2 separate regions of the Capra hircus genome follow, and region 1 is linked to region 2. Evidence: chromatin contacts called from public Hi-C data. All regions are on one chromosome and are shown on one strand. The core of a region is the stretch at or near the end of the contact, and the rest is flanking DNA. Distances in the headings are between cores, read along the strand shown. Region 1 has its middle 11 kb from the start of IL9. Region 2 has its middle 84 kb from the start of SMAD5.

Region 1 (5,256 bases), core at 2,507-5,006, 320 kb before region 2:
TACCTTTGGAAATTCAAAAGCCACGAATTAACATCTATATTAATCAGTAAAGAACAGTCACCTCAACTGATGCAAAAAACACGTTGGACAAACTCCAATACTTGTTCATGATAAAAAACGCTCAGTGAAAGAAAACAGAGAGGGTTTCCTCAACCTGATAAAGTGCATCTTCAAATAGTCCACAGCCAACATCAAACTTACGGTGAAAGGCTAGATTCTTTCCTGCTAAGATCTGGAACAAGACTCTGGCCATTTCTATCCAACATTGCCCTGGATGTTATAGACAGGGTAATTAGGTAAGAAAATGGAATATAAAGCATCCACACAGGAAAGGAAAACTAAGTTATTTCTACTTGCAGATGATATGATCTTGTCCATAGAAAATCCTAAAGAATTCACTAAAACCTGCTATTCAATAGACCCAATAAGCAAATTCAGCAAAGTTTTCAGATGTAAGATCAACCTACAAAAATCAGCTCTATTTTTATAACTTAGCAATGAAAATTCCAGAAATGAATCCAGAAATTCAGCAAACAATTCTATTTAAAATAGCATTTGAAAAATGAAAGACTTAGGCACACTTTAATAAAAAGAAGTATAGAACTTCTACACTGGAAACTATAAACCTTATTGGAAGAAATTTCAAAGCTCTCAGTAAACAGAAAGATAGTCTAAGTCAGGGATCAGAAAACTAAATATTGTTACAATAGCAGTACTTCCCAAATTGACTTACAGATTTAATTCAGTCTCTCTAAAACTCCAAGCTACTTTTTCTTCTTTCAAAAACTGAAAAGCTAATCTTAAAATTCATATGGAAACACCAAGGACCCAGAGCCACCAAAACGATTTTGATAAAGAAGAGTAAAGTTGGAGGACTCACACTTCCCTACTTTGAGGCTATAGTGATCCATGCAGTGTGATGCTGGCACAGGATAGACTTGTAAAGCAACAGGATAAAACTGAGAGTCCAGAAATAAACCCTTACATTCATGGCCAATTGGTTTTTGATGTGGGTGTCAAGACAAGTCAATGGAGAAAGAATAGTCTTTTCAACAAATGGTGTTGGGACACCTGGGTATCCATCCACATACCAGAAGCTGGAACTTTATCTCATACCATACACAAACATGAACCCAAGACAGATCATAGACCTAGATGTAAGAGGTAAAACTGTGAAGCTAGTAGAAGACGACACAGAACTATATCTTTGTGACCTTGGGTTAGGCAAAGAGTTCTTAGAACAATGAAAGTACAGGTAACAAAACAGACACATTGGATGATAACTTTCAAACTTTTGTACTGTCAGTACCTTGAAGAAAAGAGACAACTCACAAAATGGGAGAAAATATTTGCAAAAACCTGTGTCAGATAAGGTACTTTTATCCAGAAGATACAAAGAACTCTTACAACTCAACTATAAAAAGACAACTCAGCTTAAAAATAAACAAACAAAAGATTTGAATAGGTATTTCTCTACAGGTGGCCAGTGAGCACATGGAAAGGTGTATCACTAGTTATCAGGGAAATGCAAATCAAAGCTACCACGAGGTACCGCTTCTGTCCACCAGGATGGCTGCCGTCAGAAAGATAGTTACAAGTGGTGACAATTAAGTGGAGAAATTGGAACCCTCATACATTGCTGGGTGGAAATGGAAAATGGTGCAACCACCTTGGTAAACAGGTTGACATTTCCTCAAAAGTTAAACACAGCATTACCTTATGACTCAGCAGTTCCACTTGTAGGTATATACCTGAGAGAAATGAAGACGTATCCACACAAAAAACCTTTATGTGAATGTTTGCATGCATGCGTGCTCAACGGTTCAGTCACGTCCAACTCTTTGTGACTCCACGGACTGTTGCCCACCAGGCTGTTCTGTCCATGGGATTTCCCAGACAAGAATACCAGGGCAGGTTCCATTTCCTCCTCCAGGGGAATCTTCCCAGCCTAAGGATCAAACCCATGTCTCCTGTGGCCCCTGCTTTGGCAGGCAGAGTTTTAACCACTGAGCCACCTGGGCAGCCCTATGAATATTCACAGCAGCATTATTCATAACAGCCAAAGAACAGAATCAATGCAATGTCTATCAACTGATTGGATAAACAAAACAGAGTCTATCCATGCAATGGAATATTATTTGGCTATGAAAAGAAATGAAACGGGACTTCCCTGGTGGTCCAGTGGTTAAGACTCCAGGCTTCCATTGCAGGGAGCGCGGGTTCAATCCCTGGTCAAGGCACTAAGATCCCACATGCTGTGTAGCATGGCCAAATTAAAAAAATAATAATAAAGGGATAAAAAGAAATGAGCTACTGATGCATACTACAACATAATGAACCTTGAAAGCATCATTATAAGTCAAAGAAGCCAGTCCCAGAAAAACACATGTCATATTTCATTTATGGGGGAATTCAGAAGGGGCAAATTTATAGAGACAGAAAGATTATTAGTTGGTTAGGTTGGGGGAAGGGAGAAGAGGAAACGGCTGCTAATGTGTTTCTTTTGTGGGTGATGAAAATGTTCTGAAATTAGACTGTGCTGATGGCTGCCCAGCCCTGTCAATATACTCAAAACCACTGAGTTAGTACACTGTCAATAGGTGAATGGTCTTTGCAGTTCTGCCGAGCACTCCCTTCCCAGAGGATGAAAGGTGTTGGTCTGGGATGAATAAGGAGGGGAGCAAGGTAGGAAAGGAATTGCAGGGCTGAGACTGTACAGTATCTTCCTGCCTCACATCGGATGGATGGGCAGAGAGGGACAGACCGACAGGTGCATGTAGGCTGGTAACTCTCAGGCCAGCAGTGTCTGAGCTTGGCTTTGGCCCTCTGCAGCGTGCCCTGGTCTGGAATCTCCTGAAAATCAACCCCGCCAGGGACCGGGCAACATGAACAAAGCAGCTGGCCCACCCTCCTGTGGGTCAGATTTAAGAATGTAGCTGTAGAGTCAGTTACCTGAGTTGGAATCTTGGCTTCTCCACTTGTGAGCAGTGTGCCCAGGCAAGCTATATTACCATTCTGGGCCTCGGTTTCCTCTTTTGTGAGCTGATCATAATAACCTACCTACACCTACCGTGGAGAAGGGAAAGGCTGCCTACTCCAGTGTTCTGGCCTAGAGAATTCCATGGGCTATATAGTCCATGGGGTCACAAAGAGTCAGGCATGACTGAGCGACTTTCACTTTCACTTTTCACACCGACCTCATGGGCTTCATGAAGTTTCAACTAGAGAGTGAACAAAACATCCTTCACCAAGTGCCTGATAATATAGTAAACAGTAAATACTAGTCCTTCTTCTCCTGTCTGCAAGGTGACTTGTAGATCAATCTCAACTGCCCTGGCACAGGAAGGAGAGTTATAACAGGGCACCTCACTGCAGACAGCCCTGAGAACCCTGCTCTGAGCTGTCTGCAGGGGTGCAAGCTGTGGGTAATACCACTTTTGCAGAAAAGCCGAGGGAAACCACAAAGCTCTGCTGGTGACTAAGCTGTGACAGTGGGCTGCAGCTTATCTCTCTGCCATCTTCTCTGGCATCTGGTCGTGTCCTTAGGTTGTGTTTTGAAATCATCCCCAGCTGCCAGCATGTGTCCTTGCTGTGATCCCCATGTGAGGTGAGTGTTGCTGAGGAGGCACTTGCGAAGCTGCAGGCTGTAAACCTCATTGTGTAACACGACACAGCTCTGTGTTTGGGACCAGTCATTCAGAAAACCCAGATGGATGGAGAGGCGAGCAGAGGGGGAGGCCCTGCTGCCGTGACCTGGATGCCTCGTGGTGGGCCGTCCGGGGAGCTACCGAGGTCTCTGACCCTCCTGGAGGTGCCCCAGCAAAGCCCAGAGAGGAGCTGAGAGAGTGTCCCCCAGTTTCTGTAAGTGGGCTCAGAGCTGAAGAAACACCCACAAATCCCTTATCACATTTCTGAAATCCAAACAGTCCAAGATTCGTTGAGACTCATTTGGCTGCCAAGCCCGACTGCCTTGGTGATGGCTCTGTGTGCTTTGCAGAATATTAATGTGTTTAATTACAGCATCCTACCCCAGGCTCTCTTTGGATGTTGTGTAATATATGGCGTGTGAACAGCATATTCTCTTTCTAAAAGGCTAAACAGTTTGAATTCTGAAAACCCTCTGGCCCCCGGGTTTTGGGATAATAGAATGTGGACCCATATTATCACGAATCTGTTTTCTGTTGGGCTGTCATCAGAGGAAGCACAACATAGACACTTGATCTACACAGTGTAAGAGATGAGCAGAATGCAGAGAGCAAAGCGTTTGGAATCAGAGACAACTGGGGCTGGATCACTACGCTGAGTCTCAGAACCCAGGGACCTTGGGAAGGTCATTTAACCTTTTTGAGCCTTGATTTCCTTATCTGTAAAACAGAAATAATACCTGTCTCCTGCTGTTTACTAGGAGGTTAAATGCTCAGATGAAAAGAATCTGCCTGCAGTGTGGGAGACCCAGATTCGATCCCTGGGTTGGGAACATCCCCTGGAGAAGGGAATGGCAACCCACTCCGTTATTCTTGCCTAGAGAATCCTAATGGATAGAGAAACCTGGCGATCTATACAGTCCATGAGGTCCCACAGAGTCAGATGTGAAGGAGCGAGTAACACAAATGAGATAATGCATGCTTAGTACATACAGAAAGAAGGAAGAAAGTGTTAGTCGCTCCATCGTGTCCGACTCGGCTGTCACCCTCCAGGTGCCTCTGTCCATGGGGATTCTCTAAGGCAAGAATACTGGAGTGGATTGCCATTCCCTTCTCCAGAGGATCTTATCAACCCAGGGATCAAATCCAGGTCTCCCATATTCCTTGGGCTTCTCTTTCATCTGAGCCACGAGGAGTCCAGTCCATACAGTTCAGTTCAGTTCAGTTCAGTTGCTCAGTCATGTCAGACTCGTTGCAAGTCCATGGACTGCAGCATGCTAGACTTCCCTGTCCATCACTAAGTCCCGGAGCTTGCTCAAACACACGTCCCTCAAGTTAATGATATCATCCAACCATCTCATCATCTGTTGTTCCCTTCTCCTCCTGCCTTCAATCTCTCCCAGCATCAAGGTCTTTTCCAATAAATCAGTTCTTCACATCAGGTGGCCAAAGAACTGAAGCTTCAGCTTCAGCATCAGTCCTTCCAATGAATATTCAGGACTGATTTCTTTAGGATGGACTGGTTGGATCTCCTTGCAGTCCAAGTGACGCTCAAGAGTCTCCTCCAACACCGCAATTCAAAAGCATCAATTCTCAGCTTTCTTTATGGTCC
Region 2 (5,192 bases), core at 1,880-4,379:
TAAATGAGAATAATAATTTTTTTTGAAAACAGTAACTTGCTTTTTTCTCTCTCTCTCTTCTCTGACGTTCTCATTCCTTAAGTGCCTCATCCATCATGCTTCCTTCCACCTCTCTGACCTCCCCTCCTTGCCTGGGCCTGGAGACACTGGCTGAAGGTGGGGCTGGAGTCTGTGAAGGCAGTGGCTCTAGTCGGGAGCCCTAGAGTCATGATGACACTGATGATATCACCACCAAGGACACTTTTCTGTCCTCTCTGTAGTCACTTAAGAGGATAGTGGCCAGGGATGTGGGGGGAGAGATGCTCTCCTCATTTTTTTTGCCTCGGAGTGACTGTCTCTCCACCCCCAAGCAGAAGGGTTCAGGCTGAGCTCTGCTGAGCCAGACAGTGTGGGCTGGGCCTCTGCACTGTCTAAGCTCCCAAGTAGCACTCCATCCCAAAATCTGCTCCTCAGACCCCTCTGAGCCCTTGCTCAGAGTCTCACTCTGACTTTCCAGGCGGAAAAGGCCTATGAGGGCCAATCAGGCTGCTTTGAGAGAAAGGGAGATGATGACAAGCCAGGAGGGCCGGTTAAGCCATCCCCGCCTGGGAGGGGGGCCTGGATGAAAATAGAACAGAGGCAGGAGAGGGGGTGGCTTAGTGAGCTGGAGGGCGAAGCATGCTGATTATTAAAGAGCGAATTACCTGGGTCTAATTACAAGCGCACTTAAACATCACATTGCCTCCGGATACACAACGGAAGTGGTTCAGATTCTATCATGAAGAGTCAGAAAGGGTGATAAAAATAAAAGATGGATCTCAGCCCTGTGTCCTTCCCCTCCCTTCCTTCCTGCCCATCATTAGTTGTGATAGGAAGAGGAATGCCCGACCCCCAGCTGACTTGCTCAGCCTGGTGGGAGCCTGGAGTTTTCTCCCTGTCCTCTGTTGGCAGAAACTGCCTACATAGGGATGGGAGAGATGGCATAGTGAGGGGTCCCTCCCAGGTGGTCTAATGCCAGGACATCCAGGAAGCTTGCTGTCCTCACTGGGGCAGGTTGTGCACTCAGAGTTTTGCTCTCTTATACCAGGTGGACCCTGAGGTCCCAGGACAGAAGGGGAGGGGACCCTGCCTGTGGCCCTGTGCAAGCATGACATTTCCTCACTTCCGGGAAACCAGAGACCAAATCCAAACAAGGCTGTCCCTGGAGAAGGTGGTTACTCCATCCCCTGTCAGTGTTTCTGGTCCCTTGATTGAGTTTCCACCTGATGCAATGCTGTTTAATGACGGTTATGCAGCAGAAGGTAGAGTGGGGCTGAGCTCACCCCTACTCTGTTTCCTAGCGCCGGCAATGCTTCGACCCTCATCTTCTCTACGTGTCCAAGTCTCGCACGTCTTCCAAAGCCGGCTCAGTCCCGCTTCCTTGGTGCGGATCAGAGAGCTAGCAAGAGCACTGGATCGTGTGTCCCGGGCGCATTCCTACTGCCCATCAGTCAGGTAGCTTGATACCCATGCTGATACCCATGTTGTCGGCAAGGGGACTTCTGTGACAGTGTCCTTCACACTCGACCATCAGAGTCACCCAGGAGCATCTTAAAATACAGATTCCCAGGCTCCACTCCCTGTCCGCCTGTCTGCACTATCAGCGAGTGCCCTGGGGAATTCTGAGGCAGGCATCCTAGAACCACACTGAGAAATGCCCTGCAGGGTGTGTCCCTCCCCCCCCAGGCTGCCTCCAAGGACAGGGCTCCTGCACGTGTTGTCCAGCGGGAAGGGTGCCCCTCTCATTCACCTGTGTTTATGGGCACTCACTCTGTACCCAGTCCCATGCACTGGGCTCAGGGGCTCCCTGCGGTTAAACTTCCACTCAAGAGGGCCCTTGCATTACATAAGCTCTTTCTATGCAAACAGGATAACAAATCCTGCCCTGCCCACCTGGCTGGATTGTTGTTTTAATTAAGCGAGAGAAGGGACGTGAAAGTGCTCTGAGAGCTATAAGACTGGGAATCAAAGGCAGAGTTATCTATGCCCACTAGGCAATGAGTCACTGACTGCCTTGTGACATTTCCTCTGCACAGTCCACCACACTTATTAAAAATCTCACAAATCTACTTAACTGCTCCCAGCTGAGGGCTTGGCTTTGTTGAGTGGCTGCATTCAGCTTGTTCAGCAAAGCCTGCCTCCTTCCACAAGATGGCCAAAGCTGTTTTCTTGGTTTCTATTGGTGGATAGAAACAGGATTTCTTCCCAGGAGGGGCAAAACTGATCCGGGTAGTTGGGAATCCTCACTGTGGCTTCATTAACACCTGCTGACTTCATTCTTGGGCAGTTGACTGAGGCCCCAGGAGTACGTCATTCTCTTGAGATGGATGGGTAAGATTCCTCTCCTCTGGTGGGGGGTCCGGGCTTCAGTCCTCTGTTGCTTGGGTGAGACGCCATCTGAAAGCTCAAAGTCATAAAGCAACACTTTATTGTTTCCCATGATTCTGTGGTTGACAGGCTTCAGCTGGGCAGTTCTGCTCCCCGGGGCTGACCCCCTCCCTTCTTGTGAAGCTGCTTGCAGCTGGGAGCTTGACCCTAATGGAGAGGCCCAGAGGCCTCTTGTTCTCTAGGCTTCTCTCCACATGGCGTTTCCACACAATTGTGCAGCTGAGCATCTCTGCGAGGGCAAACCCATGAGCGCGTGCTTATGGAGCCACTGCTGGTGTGGGACTGGCTGCCCTGAGTCACAGGACCAAGCCTGGCGTCCACACAGGAGGGGGCAAGCAAAGGCAGGAGTCCCTAGAGGCGTGTGTCCTGGGGCCCCTGATCGCTCATTCTCCACAACATCACTTTCTTTCTTGGGAAGTCGCCCCAATACGTGGTAGAGCAGGGCAGCAGCCAGGCCTGTGTTCACCTGACCTTTTTCCAGGGCATCAGTGCTGCTGGGCTTGGAGGCCTGGGGTGTGACTTGGGGGAGGTTACGGACTCCCGCTCCTGTGCTCTGGGTCAACGGCATCTTCTGTCCCTGGGCGACCACAGCCTGCAGGGAGGAGCCGCAGAGGCCTGGCAGGTAAGCGGTGTCTCTGAACGCCCCCCTCTGCAGTAGCGCAGCTCCGCACACGCGGCCTCTCACGTGTTGGCTCTAGCCTCCTCCTGGATGTGGCCTCCAGGGAGGCCTGTGGGAGCCCAGCGCCGGTTCCCAGGCGCCACAGATGGAGCCGCAGGCGCGGTTGCTCTCCGCATCTGCTTGGGTTCCTCAGGTCTCCATCGCCAGGGGCCCCATGTGGCAGTACGTGCGGGGCTCTGCCTCTGCCTCCTCCGGCCAGAGTGCTGGGCTTGGGCCCAGTACCACTCTCCCCTCCAAGTTCCTCTCATCATGTCTCTGACTGAGTGGGGCACCAGGATGGCCAGCCGAGGTCTTAGCATACCTTGGGTCGCTTCAGAGTTGGAGGCATCTGGCCAGAACCCTGTGGGTAGACGCGTCCCGGGGCTGTGTAGGGACCGAGCGCTCCCTTGGTTTCCTCACGTTTCTGTGCTTTTGTCTTAAACCAGCAGCTCTGTTTTCTGGAAGAGATCCCTTCTGTTTCACCTCAGGCTGACTCTTTCATGTCATGTGTATGCAGGGAGATGACAGACTGGAAGGGCTTTAAGAATCAGCAAAATGGCATTTCTACCCTTTGGGAGAAAAACTGAGGATGTGTCCAGAGTGACTAGAATACTGATCCGTACCAGCCTTCCCCTGGCAGCCTCAGCGCAGCGGGAGTCGTTCACCTCTGAGCTGGTGCCTGGGACCCGGAGGCTCGGAAGTGGAGGGGGTCGTCACAAGACACTGGCCCCCAGACCCAGGGCCTTTGCTGAGGCCCTGAACACATATTCTGTTCACGGTGCTGGTGCCAGACAGTGATGATGCTGTGAGCGCCTTCACGTGAAGACGCGCCTGAAGAAGCAGCGAGGTGTTTTTCTTTTTTTTTCAGAACATTCACCTTCAGCCGGGCTGCACAGGCCTTGGGGGCTTCTAATTTAGTTTGGCAGGCGGGGGAGCCACCAGAGGCTCTACTTTGCTGGAGTGTCTGTCTTGTGATTGATTGGAGCTGAGAATGAAACCCCGCGGCTCTGTTCTGTTCGCTCACTGAAATGATCAGGAGTTACTTCCTCTGACAAGGAGGCTGACCCAGCTGGGGTCTGGGGTGACCACTGCTCCCCCGGCACCGCCGGTCCGAAAGCTCTCGCTGGTGTGGATACTGGGCTTCCTGCTGCTCTCAAGGATCTAAGCTCACCAAAAGCAGGGCCAGCACCCCACATCCAATGCTCAGTTGTATTGATGTCTATGTCACTTGAGTGTCAACTTCAACAACCTGCACCTACAAATAAAGCTACACTTCCTATTTACAGCAGGAACCTCAACAGCTACAGATTGGTCATCCTCAAGCTGTTTGCTGGGTGTCTGTGGGTCTGCGTGGTAACTGCCTCCCCGATAAGGGCGACTACTGTAGCCACCATGCTTCTCCCCTGTCTCCCTTCCTGCTTCGCCCTCCCCACCTGGCCTCCCCGCTGAGCACTGCTGGCAAAGCTGGTGAGAGGCGCCTTGCTGGGGCCACTGGCCACCGCAGAAGTGCCCAGGGTGTCAATTCTGGATCCTTCCAGAGTGAAGCCTGGGCAGAGCAGAGCAAAGGGTCCTCTCTCAGTCCTGAGTCGCACCCATCTCCTGGCCACCAGAGCAGCCAGTAGATTCAGTGTCCTGGGGTTTCACTATTGAAGAGTTTAGCCGGCTTGATGCCTCACCCACGGTCCGGAGGCTCACAGAGTCTCAAGAAGAACAATCCTGCTAGTTTCTGGCCCTTGCTCCTCTAACTGGAACTGCAGAACAGCCCCGGGGGGAGGGTGGGGCAACTACATCCTAGAGTTCTTTCTGTGCTCATCAGGATTCTCAGGATGTAAATGACATCCAGATACCCAATGCAAACTGCCCTCAACAAAAATGGGACTTTATATGGCACCAAAGGGCTCAGGTGATAAAGTATCCACCTGCAATGCGAGAGACCCAGATTGGATCCTTGGGTTGGGAAGATCCCCTGGAGTAGGAAATGGCAACCCACTCCAGTATTTTTCCACAGAGAATCTCAAGGACAGAGGAGCCTGGAGGGTTACAGTCCATAAGGTCGCAGAGAGTTGGACACGATTGAGTGACTAACTACCCATGCACAAAGCTGAGAACGCTCCCGGAACAGGTCCCC

What was found. Hi-C and Micro-C count contacts between places; a contact is called where the count stands out from the background.
Region 1: a contact with region 2 is called in a Hi-C map of blood, with 3 times the contacts expected there. The contact joins two enhancer-like sites. A contact is called at or near these places in 3 of 5 Hi-C or Micro-C datasets (all in blood).

The regions. Positions count from the first base shown.
Region 1 is chr7:63,202,596-63,207,851 of ARS1.2, reverse strand. No RefSeq gene overlaps it. Among named protein-coding and RNA genes, the nearest start is that of IL9, 11 kb to the right of the region's middle. Within about 2 kb of position 3,756, at least 1 of the 5 cell types and tissues checked has an H3K27ac peak or open chromatin away from gene starts, as enhancers often do.
Region 2 is chr7:62,879,983-62,885,174 of ARS1.2, reverse strand. No RefSeq gene overlaps it. Among named protein-coding and RNA genes, the nearest start is that of SMAD5, 84 kb to the left of the region's middle. Within about 2 kb of position 3,129, at least 1 of the 5 cell types and tissues checked has an H3K27ac peak or open chromatin away from gene starts, as enhancers often do.